3 separate regions of the Sus scrofa genome follow, and regions 1 and 3 are each linked to region 2. A link is a contact called in public Hi-C and promoter capture Hi-C data. All regions are on one chromosome and are shown on one strand. Each heading gives the region's core, a stretch centred on a gene start, on an enhancer-like site or on the middle of the called end of the contact. The rest is flanking DNA. Distances are from core to core; before and after follow the strand shown. Region 1 holds the start of AP2S1 (adaptor related protein complex 2 sigma 1 subunit). Region 2 holds the start of FKRP (fukutin-related protein). Region 3 holds the start of PTGIR (prostacyclin receptor).

Region 1 (3,431 bases), core at 322-2,821, 76 kb after region 2:
CATTTGATAGATGAAGAAACTGAGGCTCAGAGAAAGGACGTCTCACAGCCAGAAAGCAGAGCTGGGAATCCAAGGGCTTTGCTTTGAACCCACTTCCCCTGACGTGTGTGTGGCAGCCTCCACCCTCTCATAGAGTCCATTCTCTTCCCTAAGCCTCATTCTCCACACACCATTCCTCCTTCCCCAACCAATCAAGCTGGATGGGAACAGGATATTATGGTCTCCTTTCAAGAACACTGTCTGCTGAGCCAGGGAAAACCACTTCCTAGCAAGGCAGGGGTCCTGGGAGACAGGGAGAGGGCACGGGGTGGAGGTGGGGGTACCCACACCAGGCAGCCACTGCCTGGGGCAGAGCCAGAGAAATATGGGGCACACTGAGGGCAGAGATAAAAGCAAGCCTGAAAAGCTGAGGGAGAGCTCTGCCTCTGACCCCCCCCCCAGTTCCCTCATGCACCTCTTCCTGTTTCTCCTCCCAATTAGAGTCTCCCCACTTCAGGGAATCCACCCTCAGAAGCCCTTTCCCTCCTGCACCCTCAACCCTCGGATGTCCCCGCTCTATGTCCCCCAACCTACTGTCTCCAAGCCCTTACCCTAGAGCTGTCCCCTTTCGACTTCCTCTTTCTCGGTTTCAATGCCCTCTGTCAGGTCTCCCCATCTCTGGGGAGGGGTACCAAATCCAGTGGCTTGTCCTTGCCCCCAAAGCCTCATCCCCATCTCTCGCACTCCTGTGCCTATTACCTACCCTCCGTGACCTCTTCCACTGCTCCCCACACATCTCTAGTATCCACTCCCTACGCCAAGCCTTCTCCCTTTTCTAGCACGCTTTCCCTAACTCTAAAGCCCCATTCCCTACAGTTGCCTACTTCCCGTTTCCAGTGTCCAGTCTCTTCCTCTTGAAATTCTGTCTCCTTCATCAGCAGTATCCCGCCCAGTTCCAACACCCCCTCTCCGTCTGCAGTGTCAGCTTCCTGCCTCTAGAGACCCCCGTCTCTCCCAGCCGAAGGTCTTCCATCCTTCTCCAACTATCCGGTCACACTCCCAGAGAGCTCTCTTCTTGGGATGCCCCCTCGCCACCTCCAATTCCTTCTCCCCACCTCGGAGATCCTTCTTCGTGAGTTGCCTGCCAGTTTCAAAACCCTTCAGCCACCTCCAATGTCCCCTCCCGCACAGACCCCTCCTCTTGTCATCCGGTCTCCAAAGCCCCCTAGCCTTGAGAGCCCCGTTACACTCTGGCGTCCAGAACCGCCGCCCAGTCCCCTTCCCCGGCCTTTGGTCGGCCCCAATCTCGAGAGCCCCCGCCTGGCCCAGACCATTGCACCGCGGCCGGGGGGGCTTGTCAGTATCCCACCGCGCCTCGAGTACCTGCACATGGACCCACCCTCTGCCCATCCCCAGTATGGGCGCGCCCCCGTTACCATGGCGACCCCCGTCCGACCCCAGCTTCTGGGAGGCCCCGGTCCCACGGCTTCTGGGAGGCTCGGGCTTTGGCGGCTGTTGGGGCACCCGGGGCTAGAGCGGACTTCCGGCAGAAGAACTCGCCCGCCCTCTCTCGCGCACAGCCGGCTGGGAATTGTAGTCCGAAGAAATGGGGTCGTTCGTCTGAGCGGCACGCCAGAGAAATGGGCCTGTCCCGCGTCCCAGCATGCTACGCGACTATCCTTTTCCTCGCGCAAGGTTCGGTCTCCAAATGCATTCTGGGAGCCGTGGGTGAATGTCTCCTGGCAGGACTACAATTCCCGAAATGCTGGACAGCCAGCAAGGCAAGGGTTGCACTCTAGGAAATGTAGTTCGGACAGCCTTCCTTCTCCCTCCCACCGCCCCCCCAACAAGGCAAGAAGGACGTACTGGGAATAGCTGTTTTAGCAGAACACTGTAAATTAATTGTATTTTAATAACAAACAAATAAATTAAAAATCAATCAATAAGAAACTACGTTGGGGGAGCATGGTCACCCAGTACTTTGTTTAGAATATGTTAAGCGACTTATGTGGGACAGTGGCTTAAGCGCATGAATTTGGAAGCCAGAACTGTATGCAAATCGTGCCTTTATTTCCTAGCTGTGTGACTCTGGGCCAGCAACTTCACCTCTTAACTCAACTTCTTTAACTGTAAAAGACGGTTGATCAAGGGGTCACCTCAGTAGAGTTGTTTTAAAGCATCCGTAAGTTTCCAAAGTACTTAGCCCAGTGCTGGACATATAGTATGTGTTATGTGTTTGTTTGTTTGTTAGGGCCACACCCTCCGTGTGTGGAAGTTTCCAGGCTAAGGGTTGAATAGTAGCTGCAGCTGCTGCCTGTGTCAGAGCCACAGCAACATAGGATCTCAGTCACATCTGCAACCTATACCACAGCTCACAGCCACTCCAGATCCTTAACCCACTGAGAAAGGCCAGGGACTGAACCCACATCCTCATGGATACTAGTCAGGTTCCTTACCACTGAGCCACAATGGGAATTGCCTTCCCCCATTTCTTTGATCGCTGACCTCTTTTCTTCCTTTGGCTTAAACATCACCTCCGCAGTCCTATATGGGGGAACCCAACATACGAAGTTCCCCTCTTCGACCCCCCACATTCTCTAGGTCAGCAGTTAGATTTCTTTAAAGCCTTTTTACAGCTGTTAATGATTTTATTTGGGGTGTGTGTCTCTGTGTGTGTGTTGCCTCCGTTGAGGGCAGGGAACCTGTTAACAATCTACATCCCCTAGAACATGGTGGCACATAGTAAGCATTCAGTAAAGGGATGGATACTGAGGGGAGACTTGCTCTAAGAAAGCAAGGTAAATTAGGAGTTCCGTCGTGGTTCAGAGGTAACAAACCCAACTAGTATCCATGAGGACGCAGGTTTGATCCCTAGCCTCGTTCAGTGGATTAAGGATCCTGCCATGAGCTGTGGTGTAGGTGGCAGACGAGGCTCGGATCTGGTGTTGCTGTGGCTGTGGTGTAGGCCAGAAGCTGCAGCTCTGATTCAACCCCTAGCCTGGGATCCTCCATATGCCGCGGGTGCGGCCCTAGAAAATACAAAAAAAAAAAAAAAAAAGGATATCAGCTGGGGAGTTCCCTTGTGGCCTAGTGATTGAGGACCTGGTTGCTGCTGTGGCTCAGGTTGGATCCCTCATGCCTTGGGTGCAGCCCCCCCTCCCAAAAAAAAAAAAAAGAAAAAGAAAGAAAAAAAAGAGAAAGATGTCAGCTGGGAATGCAGTCATTTGAAGGCTCAATTGGGGCTGAAGGATCTGACTCCCAGGTGGCTCACTCGTAGGGTGTGTTGATTAATGCTGGCTGTTGGCAGGACTCTGTTCCTCACCAGGTGGCCCTCTCCCCAAGGACACAGAGTGTCCTCATGCGGCAGCTATTTTCCCCCAGAGTGAATGACCCATGAAAGGGCAGGGCAGAAGCTGCCTGCAATGTCTTTTATGACCTGGCCAAAGTCACAC
Region 2 (3,326 bases), core at 615-3,114:
CAAGATTTAACCCCAGGTCTGCTGTGACTGCTTGGACGTTCCCGCAGAGGCCAGAACTTCCTGGAACAGGCTTCTCCTCTGTCCTGGGCATCAGAGAAGTATAACGCATGGGCTCGAAAGCCCACAGACCACCTCTGCCACCCACAGGCTATGAGTCTAGATAAATCACTGACCTGCTCAAAGCCTCCACTTCCTCTTCTGCTTGATTTCTTTAAAGGGGAGGGAAGGGGGGGAATATCACTTACCCTCCCAGAAGGTTGCAAGGATTTATTTAAAGTGCCTGACACAATGCCTGGCACATAGTATGTGCTCAATAAACAGCAGCTGCGATAGCAGCTGCTGAGCGAGGGCAAGGACACTGGCCCTGCCTACATGAAGGGGTACTAAGAAGATCTAAAAAGACGTACTCTGGGAAAGAGCTCTGGAAGGAGAGATGGAACACAAAAACAAGGGGTACTTGCATAAGGATTTCTCTCCCACCCAACCCCCCCAGCACCAAGCCTCAGCTACCACAGAGCCAGGATCCCTACAGGGGTGGGAGAATTGCGGGATGCTCTCTCTATTCATCCCATGGACAAAATTCTAACCAGGTGTTTCTTTCAGTCCCCACCTCTCCTAGACAGGAAACAGCAAATCAGAGGGGGAAAGATGCTAGAAGCAGGCGCTGACTTCTGCTGATAACACCACAGACCAGGACCCCTCAGACTCCTGGCAGCACATCCTTAGAACCCTTAAAATCCTCACAATTCTGATACCCAGGCTCCTAGGGACACCCAGCAAACGGACCCACATCTCTCAAGGTCACAAAACCCAGCCCAGCTCCTCGGCGCCTTCCAAACATCATCCCAGGGGTACAGCCCTCCCTCAAGCTACTCCACAAACCAGAGTCCTTTCCCAGAAACTTCCACAAACACTACCCCCCACCCCAGGATCTTTGTGAGATTCTTCCTCTGGCTGCCTTCCTGCTCTACAAAATGCTCCCCGCCACCCCCAGATTCGGCCAATTCCTCGTGTCTTCACCCCACGCCCCAGCTCCACCGCTGGACACGGCCGACCTCCTCTCATTCCAGGTCGGGGCTCTGCACCTGACATCTTCCACACCTCCCATCTCTGGGCGGGAGTCCCCCCATCTCCCACATCCCCGAAGAGTTTCTCGGCTCTCAAGCTCTTCCAGCACAGGCTCCTGGGGCACGTCCTGGCCCCCTCCATGATTCCACCCCCGGGATCCCTTCCCGGGAGGCGGTAGCGACGCACTGCCAAGGCTCCACAAAGTTTCCTCCTCAGAGGGAAGGGGCACACACCTTCATCTGACACCCCCGAGACCTCGCTCTCCTCCCCGGAGTCCCGGCAGAGCCATCTTTCAGTCCCCGCCGTCCTAACACTCCGAAACAAACCCGTCCTGAGCTCCCTGACTTCCTCTCCCTACTCACAAGGGAGCCCAGCCCCGACCTGCTCTCGACTCCGGCGAGTCCCAAGTCCCCCCAACGTCCCCTCTTCCCACCCGGGGCCCGCCGGGCTCCACCTCCAACGGGGACGGAGTGTGACTCCCTCAGCACCCTGCATGTTCTTTGCTCACTCCCGTACAAGACCCCTCCATGCCCTCTCATCACCCTTGGCCGAGTTCTCTTGGGGTCCGCTCGGGTCCCCGAGGCCACTCTCTCAGGGACCCTTCGGCCAGTCCGTTCACCCCCACTCCCACTCCCAGCCGGTTCTGGTCCCCTGCGCCCTTTCTCTTGGCTGCCCCGGTCGGGCCCTCCAGCCCCTGGGCCCCCCTCCCGTCTCCAGCCGCCCAGGAGCCCTCAGGACCCCCCTCGGACGGCCCCTCACTCCGTCTGCGGGCCGGTCGCGGTCCCCTCCCGCCCCCCCCCGGCAGTCCCGGCGGCCATTGCTCCAAGATGGCGGCGGCGGCAGCGGCGGGTGAGGCCGGGCCGGGCCGGGCCGGGCGGGGGGGTCGAGGGTCCCTGGGCGGCGCTCACCTGTAACTCGGCGCGGCGCTCACCTGTAACTCGGCGCGCTCCGCCTCCCAGCGGGCCTTCTCCGCTTCGAAGCGCGCCCACTCGTGCTGGATAAAGTGTAGGATCCCCGGCAGGCTCAGGGGCTCCGGCCCCGCCGTGGGGCCGGGGCTGCCTCCGCCGCCGCCTCCCTTGGCAGCCGGGCCGGGCCCGGGGGCGGGGGCAGAGACCGGAGCCGCCCCCGTCGGGCCCGGGCCCGCGCCGGAGCCGAGTGGGCGGCTGGAGGAAGCGGCGGCGGCGGCAGCGGCGGCCGCTCGCTCCTCCATCATGGAGGCCCCGGGGCCGGCCCGCGCGCCCGCTGTGCTTCGCGCGCCTGCGCGGCCGCGCCAGCCCTCGAGCGCGCGCTCGGCGGGGGCCGGGGGGGCCGGTGCCGGGAACGATGTCGGGCGCGCGCCTCGCCCACCCGGGTCGACCCCCAAGGCGCGCGCATGGAGGGGCGAGGAGGGGCGCGCGCCTGGAGGAGGGCAAACGCGACCCAGACCCCTTAGGAAGCGCAGGACTTTGGGAGGGGCCGCTTCCTGTACCCCTCCTCCGGCTTCACCCCAAAGAAAGATTCTAGCCCTCTCCAGACCCAAACACCACTCTCCTAGATCACCGTCCCTCTTTGAGAGAAAGGGCGACCACCAGGGGTGGTTTCACCGATGGCCCCATCCTGATTCCTGGCCCGGGGCGGTTGTCATGGTAACTCTTCCTCAGTCGGGGACACCCTTAGCCTCCCTTCCCCTCCACCTTTATGGTCCTGGAGCTCCACCTCTCCTGGCCCTGCACCTACCTATAGGAGGTTGCTAAGGTCACCCAAGTCCCCGGTGGTCCTTCGGCCCCTACCCTCCTTGGTTACTATGGCAACCTCACCTAGCGCTCAGGTAGAAAGGAGCCTGGCCCCAAGGACACTGCTGAGGGAAACATCTCTTTCCCAGCCCCTCTCCCCAGCCTCCTGGTTGGCATTACCATGGTAACCATCTCCCCCTTTCCCATGGTGGGAGGGCCTTGGACCAGCCAGGTGTTTTTATTTAGAGGAGGAGATGCTCTGCTGAGGAGTAGTTGTTATGGTTACAAGATGCGGGCTATCCCTAGGGAGGTGAGAAACTGGCAGAGCCAAGTCCTGGGTACTATGGTAATGGGGGCACTCTGCCTTCCAATGACCCTAGAACCAGGCCCACCAAGGTAGAAGACATTTTAGGATTGTCTCTCAGAATGTAATGTGTCTAGGGAAGGGGTTGTCATGGTAACACCTTCTATCACTTCTACCCCTACCTTTCTGGACACATTCACGAAAGAAGGGATGGGTATAGGTTGCTATGACAGCCTTCCTTT
Region 3 (3,669 bases), core at 771-3,270, 100 kb before region 2:
GATCTGGGGGCAGAGTGAGGCCGTCAAGAACCACCCACCAGTCCTGCCTCCACCCACCCCCCAAAGCTCCTCTCCCACCCCTTGCTCATCGGCAGAAATGAGGGAGGGGTGGCCTGCTGGATGGGGAAGGGAATAAGATGAAAACTAAATAACAAGCGCATGGGGCGGGGGGAGGGAGAAAAAGCCCCAGGGGACAACTGCAAAGCCCTAGAGGGGGAGAGATGGGGCCACGACGCCAGGACTGTGTCCCAGGGCTGTGCCTGAGCGTGTCCAGTCTCCGGGTCTTTTGTCACCACCCCCCCCCCAAAGTTGGACAATCCTTACATCTAGCCCAGCCCTTGCATTTTACAGAAAGAGAAACTGAAGCCCAGGGTATAAGCGGGGTGACTGGGTGCCAAGGGCCAGGGTCTCCCTGCTGTAATTTGGGAGAGGCAGGGCGGGAGTTCCTGCCGGAAAGTGGCGAGGCTAGGAGATGCTAAGGGCAGAGATTTGGGTGGGGCTGGCATGGGGAAGTGGGGAGTGTGGCAGCCGGGAGAGCTGACTCAGAAATCAGAGGAGCCCAGGGTCCAGACCTGCCTCTGTGTGGTCGTGGGCAAGAGACCTTATCACCCTTCATCTGTGAAAACGGTGACAGGGCAGGGACAAGGACGTCATCCCACTTCTTGCTAAGTGCTTGTGGAAAATGTGATGAAGATCATTTTGGAGATTATCTGAGAAAGGATTTCTAAACCCTGAGCAGAGGGTGTACAGAGAGCAAGCACTCAATGCCTGGCGGGTCTTATTATCAGGCAGGGGCAGGGGAAGGCTCCTGGGGGTGAAATTGGCAGGGGTGGGGGCTAGAGATGGAGAAGGGGCGACAGGGTCAGGAGGAGTGAAATGGGGCAGAAGCAAATGGGGAAAGACTTCTCCTGGGAGTGGGGAGTTGCTTGACCGTGGCCACAGCCTCTGACCTCTCTGAGGCTCAGTCTCCAGATCCATGAAATGGGCTCAGCCCCTGGAGGCTAAAGCCGGCTGCTGCCCTCCTCCCCCCCCCCCCCCCCCCCCGCCGCAGGGGCACTCACCATGAGGGGCAGGGAGCACACAGTCATGATGCCAGTCATGAGGGCCAGCAGGATCAGGTGGTCCACCTCGTCCTCACCTGCCCGGGGGCTGGGGACCAGCGAGCCCTGGTGGCGTCTCTGCTGTCGGTACATGCGGCAGAGGCTGAGGGTGACTGAGCCGTTGCAGAGGACGATGGCGGCCACCAGCAGGGCCATGAGGCTGGCGTAGGCCAGCGAGAAGGCGCAGCCACCCAGCTCGGCCGAGCGCAGACGGATGAAGCACCAGCTGCCCGGGCAGTACTGCTGGTGTTGGCCCAGGCCCAGCAGGGGCAGCGCGCAGAAGGCCGTGCAGAAGGCGTAGATGGCAGGCAGCGCCAGGCGGGCGCGACGCGGCCCGTCCAGCTGGGCGTAGAGGTAGGGGTGGCTGAGCGCCAGGCAGCGCTCCACGGCCATCGCGAAGAGGATGAGCGTGGAGGCCAGCCCGAAGAAGGTCATGGCGAAGGCGAAGGCGTCGCACAGCGCCGGGCGGCCCCGGGCCAGGCCCAGCAGCGAGCTGTTGCGGGCGTAGGCCGCGAACACGGCGGGGCTCAGGAAGCACGTGCCCAGCAGGTCGGTGACGGCCAGCCCGGTGACCAGGACGGCGAAGGCCGAGGGCCGTGACCGCCGCCGCGCCCCCAGGATGCCCAGGGCCAGCCCGTTGCCCACCACGCCCGCCACGAACATCAGGGTGCTGGTGGCCGGGCCCACCGAGTCCCGCACGTACGTGAGGTTCCGGCAAGAATCGGCCATCCCCCGCCTCGCCGCGGGCGACCGCCGGGCTGGAGGGGTCCCCGGGGGTGGGAGATGGGGTGGGAGGGGGAGGCCGGGTCCGCCCCTGCGACGCCCAACCCCGCCGGCGCTCCCTGTGGTCCCCGCTGCAGCTGGAGGGAGTGGGCTCAGGTCCCCGTCGACCCGCGGCAGGTCCTGCTGGGCGTCAATTTCTGTCTATTTCTCTCCCCTCTTTCTTTCCTTCTGCCTCGGTCTCCAGGTCCAGTCCTCTCCTCGCCAAGCCCCTAGCGCGTTCTTTCTCCGTCTCCGTCTCTTGCTGTCGCTCCGTCTCTGTCTCCTTCCTGGTCCCTGGACAGCTCTCGCTCCCGGTCTCGGCTTTGACCTCTCCCAGCCCCTCCCCACCGCACCTCTGCAGCCTCCCAGTCCCTCCTCTGTCCCCTTGCTGCTTCTCCTGGGTGTCTCTCGCTGGGTCCAACGCCGAGTGTCAACTTCTCCCTCCTTCCCTCTCTCCTCCCTCCCTCCCCGGCTTGCTCGCTCACCCCGGCTTTTTCATTTCCTCTCTCTGCCCCGCCTCCCCTCCCCTGCTTTCTCCAGCGGCCCCTGGGCTCCCTCCCGCCTTTCCCTGGCGGCTCCCTCCATCCCCCCCTGCCCAGGACAGGCCTCTGCCTCTCCTCCCTGTGTCCTCTCCCCCGGCCCACATCACTGAGCCACCTGCCGTCTCCCCACACTCAGGTCTCTGCCACCCTGTCCCTTCCCAGCATCGCTCAGTGGACCTGGGTTAGGGATCACCTGAGTCATCACACCCAGTGGGGACAGGACCTGAGGGCCACAGCCGACAAGTCCTCAAGGCTGTCTGGTGTGGCCTCTGGCATCTATTCTGGGCTCAGGCTCTGGGGTTAGGACACGGCCAGGGATTGAGACATGACCGGGAAATTCCTCTCTGATGCAGTGTTTTCCAGGCACCACTGGGATTTCTGTTCCCTGGATAGACTTCACTCCTTCCACGAGGCAGGGGGAAGAGGTGGCCCAGAGAACAAAATGCCAGTCCCTGGAGTCCGTCCTGGGGCTCCCAGCTTGCACACTCAGCCACCCCACAGAGCCTTGGGGGGCGCCGGACTTGTCATCCACTGATAAGGGACAGGTCTGCCCCAGGATTTCCACTGCTCTCAGGCATCAAAGGGGGACACACCCCCCACCTCTCACCCCAGCACTCCCAGGCCCCAGGCCAAGCTCTGGTGACCTTGACTTCAAGGAATATTTTAGCCACAGACAGCCGTCCAGGGCTCCAACTCCGCTGTTCCTCCATTTCTCCCACCCCACCCCAAACACATGGCCAGCCGCACAGCCACCACCCTCCAGCCAGTGTAGTCAGCCTGGGTGTCCCCCTGCCAGCACAGTGATCACCATCACTGTTGCCACTGAACCTCATGGCTTCCCCTGCAGCCTCCCCGCCCATGAGGGCCAGGTGGGAGCTCAAGGACCCTCTCAGACACCCCTGATTTTTCAGGGAGGCAGTTTAAGCGCAGAGAGTACGCATTCAAGATCTCACGCCAGTTTCACTACCTGCCTGCTCTCTGATGGTCCCCGGCCAGGACGGGAAGCCCGTGGACCTCAGTTTCCTCATCCGTGCAATGGGGTAACACCGGCTTCATAAGCCTGGTGGCTGACCATGGCCAGGGGCCCATCCCAGACCCCTCTTTGTAACAAGGAGTGGGCCTGTGTAGATAATTGTGTCACATCCAAGGCCAGGAAGGATGTTCCTCACCCCAGGGCTGGACACTGGGCAGCCATAGGCTTTCCCTTTCCCCCACTCCCCATGATCACGATCCCCTCCCCCCCACCTCCCCCACCTCCCAATCAC

The links. Promoter capture Hi-C pulls out the DNA fragments that hold promoters and counts their contacts. Hi-C and Micro-C count contacts between places; a contact is called where the count stands out from the background.
Region 1: a contact with region 2 is called in a Hi-C map of fetal liver, with 2.1 times the contacts expected there. The contact joins the promoter of AP2S1 here to the promoter of FKRP in region 2. A contact is called at or near these places in 2 of 5 promoter capture datasets (fetal liver and liver), 22 of 47 Hi-C or Micro-C datasets (alveolar macrophages, blood, brain and 9 more) and 2 of 2 datasets of contacts at active chromatin or transcription factors (alveolar macrophages and skeletal muscle).
Region 3: a promoter capture Hi-C map of fetal skeletal muscle shows a contact between it and region 2, with 4 times the contacts expected there. The contact joins the promoter of PTGIR here to the promoter of FKRP in region 2. A contact is called at or near these places in 4 of 5 promoter capture datasets (fetal liver, fetal skeletal muscle, liver and 1 more), 19 of 47 Hi-C or Micro-C datasets (alveolar macrophages, blood, embryonic fibroblasts and 10 more) and 1 of 2 datasets of contacts at active chromatin or transcription factors (skeletal muscle).

The regions. Positions count from the first base shown.
Region 1 is chr6:52,701,627-52,705,057 of Sscrofa11.1, forward strand. It overlaps AP2S1 (adaptor related protein complex 2 sigma 1 subunit), which reads right to left and starts at 1,572. Exons shown (of 4, transcript NM_001244453.1): 1 at 1,416-1,572. The coding sequence starts at 1,418.
Region 2 is chr6:52,625,602-52,628,927 of Sscrofa11.1, forward strand. FKRP (fukutin-related protein) reads left to right here and starts at 1,865. Exons shown (of 2, transcript XM_021094618.1): 1 at 1,865-1,917. It overlaps STRN4 (striatin-4), which reads right to left and starts at 2,309. Exons shown (of 17, transcript XM_021094615.1): 1 at 2,000-2,309. The coding sequence starts at 2,281.
Region 3 is chr6:52,525,318-52,528,986 of Sscrofa11.1, forward strand. It overlaps PTGIR (prostacyclin receptor), which reads right to left and starts at 2,021. Exons shown (of 2, transcript XM_003355952.4): 1 at 1,062-2,021; 2 at 1-3. The coding sequence starts at 1,829.